Regions from separate parts of the Mus musculus genome. Here region 2 is linked to region 1. The links are chromatin contacts, called in public promoter capture Hi-C maps. All regions are on one chromosome and are shown on one strand. Each heading gives the region's core, a stretch centred on a gene start, on an enhancer-like site or on the middle of the called end of the contact. The rest is flanking DNA. Distances are from core to core; before and after follow the strand shown. Region 1 overlaps Cdk15 (cyclin-dependent kinase 15). Region 2 has its middle 3.7 kb from the start of Gm973.

Region 1 (3,184 bases), core at 300-2,799:
CATTTCTACAACACCACCACTTTGTACTTCCAGGGGTTGGTATAAAGGGTTAACAGAGACTGTGGTGGGGGGAGGCCTGTCATAAGCCTGGCTCTCTTAAGGAAACAGAGTAAACAAGATGAAGGTCCTAGGTTCAAACCAAAAGCTGGCTGTTTTTTAAGAAAGGTATTTAAGGTCCATTCCTAGAATGTCAATATAGAATTCAATGAAACTAAGGTACATTCATATAAAATCCATAAAAAAATCAATTTACTCAAAATATTTTCTCCCAATTATAAAAATAAACATTTGAAATGTGATTCTAAGTCAATAATAAAGGACTCTCTTAAATTGTTACAAAAATCTCTGATCTTTTTATCTTTTTTTTTCCATTTTGCCTTGTTTGATGCAGGGACTCACCATGTAGCCCTGGTTTGCCTAGAAGTGGCTATGCAGACTATGCTGGCCTTGAACTTGGAGTGATCCTCCTGCCTCTGCCTCCTGAGTGCTGAGATGACAAGTTTGTATCATCATATCCAGCTCTTACATCTTTTAATTAGCAAAAGGACAGGATACTAATAGCCTGGGCCTGTAATTCCACCTACCTCAGGAGACCAAGGCAGGAAGGTGGCGAGATCAAAGACAGCCTGGGCTACAAGTGAGTTCAAGGCCAGCCTGGACAACTCAGTGGGACCCTGTCTCAAAATAAAAAATGAAAAAGAGGGCCAGCAAATAGCCTGTGTTTGGCCTTGGCTTTGACCCTCAGTATCAGGGAGAAACAGGGATCTGTGTGCTGTTGCATATCTAGTAGTCATATTTAAAGTGCCTGGCCATCTCAGACACCCAGCACACATTGCAGTGTGAATGCACACAAAGTTCTGAGTGTTGGCTTGAATCAGATAATTGTTTGAAAGTTTGGCCATACGATATTATTCCTCTAGAGGTGTTCAAGGGTGCATGAATGCTCGCTCCGTAAGAGTTTCCCGTAGTGTTGTTGCTCAGACTTTTGTTAATTTCATGATATGATAGATGAAGATCATGTGAAAACAAACATGCATTCTACCTGGAGAGACTGTCCACATAGCAGAATCCCACTCTCTAAACTCTGGGCTGCCACACCCTCAGAGCAAGCAGATTTCTCAGGGAAAGAATTCCTGCTTCAAGGCTGTCTTACTCTGAGTTTCCCTGAGCATGGCTTTTGGTTGCCTTTTTAGCTAATGACCCTGGATTTTAACTAATGAACTCCAGCTGTTCTTATCTTGCTTCCCAGCCCTTCCCATTTAACCTCTGACTCTCTGGTCTCCTGGGCATCCAGATCTTAACCAGGGAAAAATGAGCCCGTGCCAAAGTTCTTAAGTGAGGCCTTGCTTTCAAGGCTGCAAGCTTTTTACCCAGGAGGAAAAAGAAGCAGTCATTGTTGGAAACTGGAAGTCGAACCACCTCCGATGTGTCAAAATCCTTTTGTGGTTTTTTTCATATCATACAAGCAAAGCTTTCAATAAGGGCCAGTCCCATAAAACAAACCGAGGAAGTCCATACAAGAATGCTAACTGTAATTGTGAACATCTGTGTGAGAGGCAGCGCTCAGCGGACACGAAATGCGAGAATGGCCGTGCATATAGAACAACACACACCCGGGGGCTTTGAGTCGGCAGAGAACATCTGTTAGCAAAACCTGCTGCAAAACACGTTTCACTGTGACTGCCAGATGCGGAGTTGGAGAACGTAGCTCTGTGGAAAATAGCAGCAAAGCCCAGTGCGAGCCGTCAGTGAACTCAGGCTCACAAAAGCTGATGCCCAGAGAACTAGGGGAGCCCGCGCCCAGAGAGCCTCTTCTAGTCTGGTGACTCGAACACGTGTGTGTGTGTGTGTGTGTGTGTGTGTGTTCAGAAATACTCTGTCTCATTTGGACCACTAATAAGTACACTAGTGAGTGCAGCTTCCATCTTGTTTAAATGCTTAAAACCATGTGTTCCCCTAGATTGCACCTGATCCCACCAGGACGAGCCCCCACTTACACTGATAGCCTTTGGCCTTTCGACTTAAATGTAAAATGTTTCCCAGGGGCTTCCAAGACTTTTGAAAATGGCATCAAATTGAATTATAAACTCATTTTCAGAATTGTTTTGTAAAGCCTGCTTGGATAACCCAGTCTTCTAAGTTCACTCTAAAACCTGCCTCCATTAGCCACAGCAAGTCTGACTCATTCTGTTTGCAACAGCCTCTATACACTTAATATCTGGATTGTCTGCTCTGTTAAGGCTGAAAACACCGAATAAAGAATGGGGCGTTCTCTGCGCATTTCTCAAACATTCAGCACTATCCTTTCGCATATAGTGTATACTCAGGAAAGAAGGGAAGATAAATAGCTAAGAAAGGAAGGCTGAGGAAGAGTCATATCTTTGAGGTTTTTTTTTTTTTTTTTTTTCCAGAGACGAATAATCCCATCATTCAAACGGCTCTCGTGGGGTGGGGATTTAGTTCAGTTGCTAAGAGTGCTTGCCTAGTGTTGTGGTTTGAAAGAGAAGTATACCCCATAGGCATTGGCATTTGAATATTTGGTTTCCAGTGGGTGTAATTATTTGGGGGCAGAGCAGTTTTGCTGGAGGAACTCTCTCGCTGCAGGCTCGGTTTTAAGAGCGCAAAGCATCGCTCACTTCCTGTTTGTGCACGTGGTTGAAGGTGCCATCTTTTAGCTTCCTGCTCCTGCTGCCAAAGCTGCTGTTTGCTGCTCTGCCTATCCCAACCCCCTGCTGCGATGGACTCTTATCTTTTTGGAACTGTGGACCAGATAAACTCTTTTTCTTCCTTAAGTCAACTTTTGTCGGGGTATTTTAATCACCACACCAGAAAAGTAACAAAAGTCCTTGCAAGCTCGAGGCCTTGGATCTGACTCCCAGCAGGGAGTGTATAACTGAGTGTGGTGCTGCAGCTATAATCATAGCCCTTGGGAGGGATCGGCAGGGAGAGCAAGAGTTCAAGAACATCCTGGTTTAGAACCTCTGGTGGAATCACCATGCCTGACCTCAAGCTGTACTACAGAGCAATTGTGATAAAAACTGTGTGGTACTGGTACAGCGACAGACAGGTAGCTCAATGGAATAGAATTGAAGACCCAGAAATGAACCCACACACCTCTGGTCACTTGATCTTTGACAAGGGAGCTAAAACCATCTAGTGGAAAAAAGACAGCATTTTCAACAAA
Region 2 (3,184 bases), core at 192-2,691, 250 kb before region 1:
AAAGCCACTGAGATATGTGCTACAATACTGATAAACCTTGAAGACATTATACTAAATGAAATAAGCCAAATATCCGATGTGCTAACCACATGAGTAGTCAGATTTACCGAACCAGGATGGTGGTGTTAGGGGTGGGAAGTTCTGCAGATAATGTGTCTGGAAAATAGAAGTGTTCTGGAGACAGCCTCACCACAGGCTGGGTGTTCTCAGTGCCAAGGAACTGTTAATGGTAAACTTCTGTATCTTTTATCACAATTACTTCTATCAAAGATATAGCAAACAATTGAACAACTGAATAGAACACTTGCTAATCCAAGTCCTTGGTTCCTCACAACTGTTACAACAAGATCCTGCAAACCCCGGGGCTCTAACTAAAACTTGGGGTCTTAGGCTACAGTTACCTATCTTCCCCTTCAATGCCTGTTCAAAGCATAAAAAAGACCTTTGACAAAAGGTTCCCAAGTGGTAACTATAGCTGAGAAGAAACCCTAGCCTAGAGGAACATCCCATCCCTGGAAGCTGTTCCCTGAGGCAGAGGACCAAGGGGTTCTAGGAGGAGGGAGGAGGAGCCATGTGGAAGAGGGGGAGCACAGACAGTAGGGGGCTTGTGGAGGACTACAGACAGGAGGGCTGTTAGGGTGGGACATGAAAGGGCAGAAGGTCAATGGGAAGACGGGAGGATAGTGGGGGGTGGGGGTGGGAGGGGGATGTTACAGGCAGCATGAACATGACCTCTCTGGCTGCCATGGCTGTGGAGGTCAGATACCCACTGGCTTTTATCCCTCAAGTCTTCCTCCCCAGTCTTGTCTTTCTAAAGACAGGGTCTCATATATCCCAGGTTGACCTTGAAATTGCTTCATCGTCATGGTGATCTGGACTTCCTGTGAAGTGGACTTCCCACTCGGGGTTTTAAAAGCAGGGAGGTGATGTAGCTCCATCTGGGCCTTTAGAAAGGTAAGTCTGAGAGACTTACAAAAGGCGTCTGGACGAGAGCTTTTCTCGTGAACCCCTCTGTTGAACCCTCAGGACTGGGAACCATTCTTCCCTTGGACTTGAATGAACTTGTCTTTAGGTCAGGAATGACGTCAGTTGCTAAATGGCCATTGAATGAAATATACAAAGCTGATGGGGTTTCCATCAGCTGCAAGGAAATAGAAATCCTAACGTTTTGGAGATGACATTGCTTACGAGAGTAGGACAGCTCAGAAGCATGGCAGAGTCCTTGGAGAGCCACAGCGGCTGCTGGCTGACACGTGATTCTGTCTCTATCGGAAGTTCCTTGTGTGAACCCCACAGACTCTGCAGTGTGGATTTGCCCACAGATGGTGAAAGGGACACCAGGAAGTGATTGTTCCCATCTAGTTTGAGTATCTCACTTGAGAAGATACCCAGGTGTCCATGCAGCCCTCTCAAGGCCAGGGCAAGGCAGCCAGGCCACTCTGGGGTTGTAATCTGTGAGCAGACAGCTCACAGCAGGCCTCTCCTAAATCATCGAGTTTACGTCTGTGCTGTTTACTACGGACAACGAGCAGATCCACGGATCAATTAATAGGCATTTAGAAGCATTTACTCAGTCCCAACAACAGTTTATGGAAAGTGCATTAGAAAGCAATCAAAGTTATTGCTATTCTAAAGTGCTTGGGGATCCCAGATGAAAGGCCCTCGTAACTGGGAAGTATTTATAACTCAAGAAAGAACCCTCCACACCCATGTTATACAACACCGCCCCCACCCCCTGGCATGCCTGACCTGTCAGCCCAGGCAGCGTGTCTGTTTAAATTACACTGTAAAGTCTATAGGGCGGAGGCCTCGTTTTTTATGGTTTGTAAAGCATCATGAATAACCATGGTACTCTGTAAATAAATAAAAACCACATGAAACGATGAAAATAGATGCCACATCCCCTGTGTGCTTGGGAATTTGTCCCTTGTTTCAGTGTTCTTGGGTTCAGTGGATGTCACTCTGCAAAGAGTGGCCTGGGAGGCTGCACCTGGATTATTTTTGCCCCACTTCATAGAAGTGTGAGCGTGTAGCTTTATTTATCTTTCATTTACAAGAAACATTGATGCTGTCTTACTTTCCAAAGAGCACCGAGAGAATGAATCGTTTCACAAGTCCACAGAGCAAAGCAGAGATGACATAGGCTCGTCCCTGAATTTGATTCTAACCTGTTTTTGATACTAGAGTGGTGGCAACTGTACCTAAGAAACTCCTTCAAGGCTAATACCCAGCTGTCAGGATGGAGCCGTGACTGGCTACAGCCTCTCCTTCAGCCGTGGGATGCCACCATGATGTGGGGGTGGAGCAGTAGCCCCCTGACCTGACTTCCAGGGCTCCCTCCACCCTCCTATCTCCAGCCTAGCTTCTCCTTGCTTTACCGTACAAGTGGGCTGGGTCAGCTCTTAGCTTCTTGAACTACAGGAATTGTCAAGTGAAGGCCATGAGAGTCGACCACAGGGATCTGCCACAAACACCAAACATGGGTTACAGGAAAAGTCAAAAAGAGATTTTTGAAAAAACAGCCATTGCATTTGACATATAGTACTGCCTTATACAGTGAGAGCTCTTTCATGGAAGATAGGCACTAAATCTTATCCTGCATATTCCCACACCACCCCTTGCACATAGTAGCAGCTCTCTAAGCATTTGGGGTTTGCTTTGTGACATGCTCAAAGAGATGGGTAATTATCTCTGAGCCATTAAGAGGAATAAATGAGGAGCATTAGGTCAAAGCCTGTCTTAGAAGCTGGTAGTTTGCCTGGCCACAGTACAAAGCTTAGACTCACAGGTTAAAACCCCAACCAACCCAAGACTCAGTAAACAAAGGCAGAAAGCACGCTGACAGCAGGGTGGGAGAGTCAACCCTCTAGACTTGTTGGAAGAAGCACAGGCTTGCTAAGGAGGAGTAGTGAGTGGCCTGTTTAGATACTGGAGCTGATTTCTGATGTGGCTTAGGCCAGATATGAAAGAAAACAATGCAAAAAAGCAACATAGACGACCCTGGAATCACAGTAAGGGAGAGGTGGCTGTCTCTACCTCTGCATCCTCTCTGTTCTTAGGTATAAATCAAGGCCGCACACCCTGCCTGGTTCAGGATGTAGAAAGGGAGAGCTACTTATTCAGGGTCTGGAAGGGTTTGCTTGGGGAGTGGAGAATGCTTGGTCCTTCCAAAACAAATCCTTTG

What was found. Promoter capture Hi-C pulls out the DNA fragments that hold promoters and counts their contacts.
Region 2: a promoter capture Hi-C map of stem cell-derived epiblast-like cells shows a contact between it and region 1, with 2.7 times the contacts expected there. The contact joins two enhancer-like sites. A contact is called at or near these places in 18 of 39 promoter capture datasets (3T3-L1-derived adipocytes, the C10 cell line, the HPC-7 cell line and 12 more), 1 of 15 datasets of contacts at CTCF or cohesin (large pre-B cells), 2 of 484 Hi-C or Micro-C datasets (bone marrow-derived macrophages and embryonic stem cells), 3 of 115 datasets of contacts at active chromatin or transcription factors (embryonic stem cells and extraembryonic endoderm stem cells) and 5 of 9 other capture datasets (adipose tissue, embryonic stem cells, liver and 2 more).

The regions. Positions count from the first base shown.
Region 1 is chr1:59,268,651-59,271,834 of GRCm38.p6, reverse strand. All of the region lies in intron 4 of Cdk15 (cyclin-dependent kinase 15), which reads right to left. Among named protein-coding and RNA genes, the nearest start is that of Cdk15, 13 kb to the right of the region's middle. Within about 2 kb of position 1,549, at least 62 of the 459 cell types and tissues checked have an H3K27ac peak or open chromatin away from gene starts, as enhancers often do.
Region 2 is chr1:59,518,983-59,522,166 of GRCm38.p6, reverse strand. It overlaps a transcript of Gm973 not described here. Among named protein-coding and RNA genes, the nearest start is that of Gm973, 3.7 kb to the left of the region's middle. Within about 2 kb of position 1,441, at least 27 of the 459 cell types and tissues checked have an H3K27ac peak or open chromatin away from gene starts, as enhancers often do.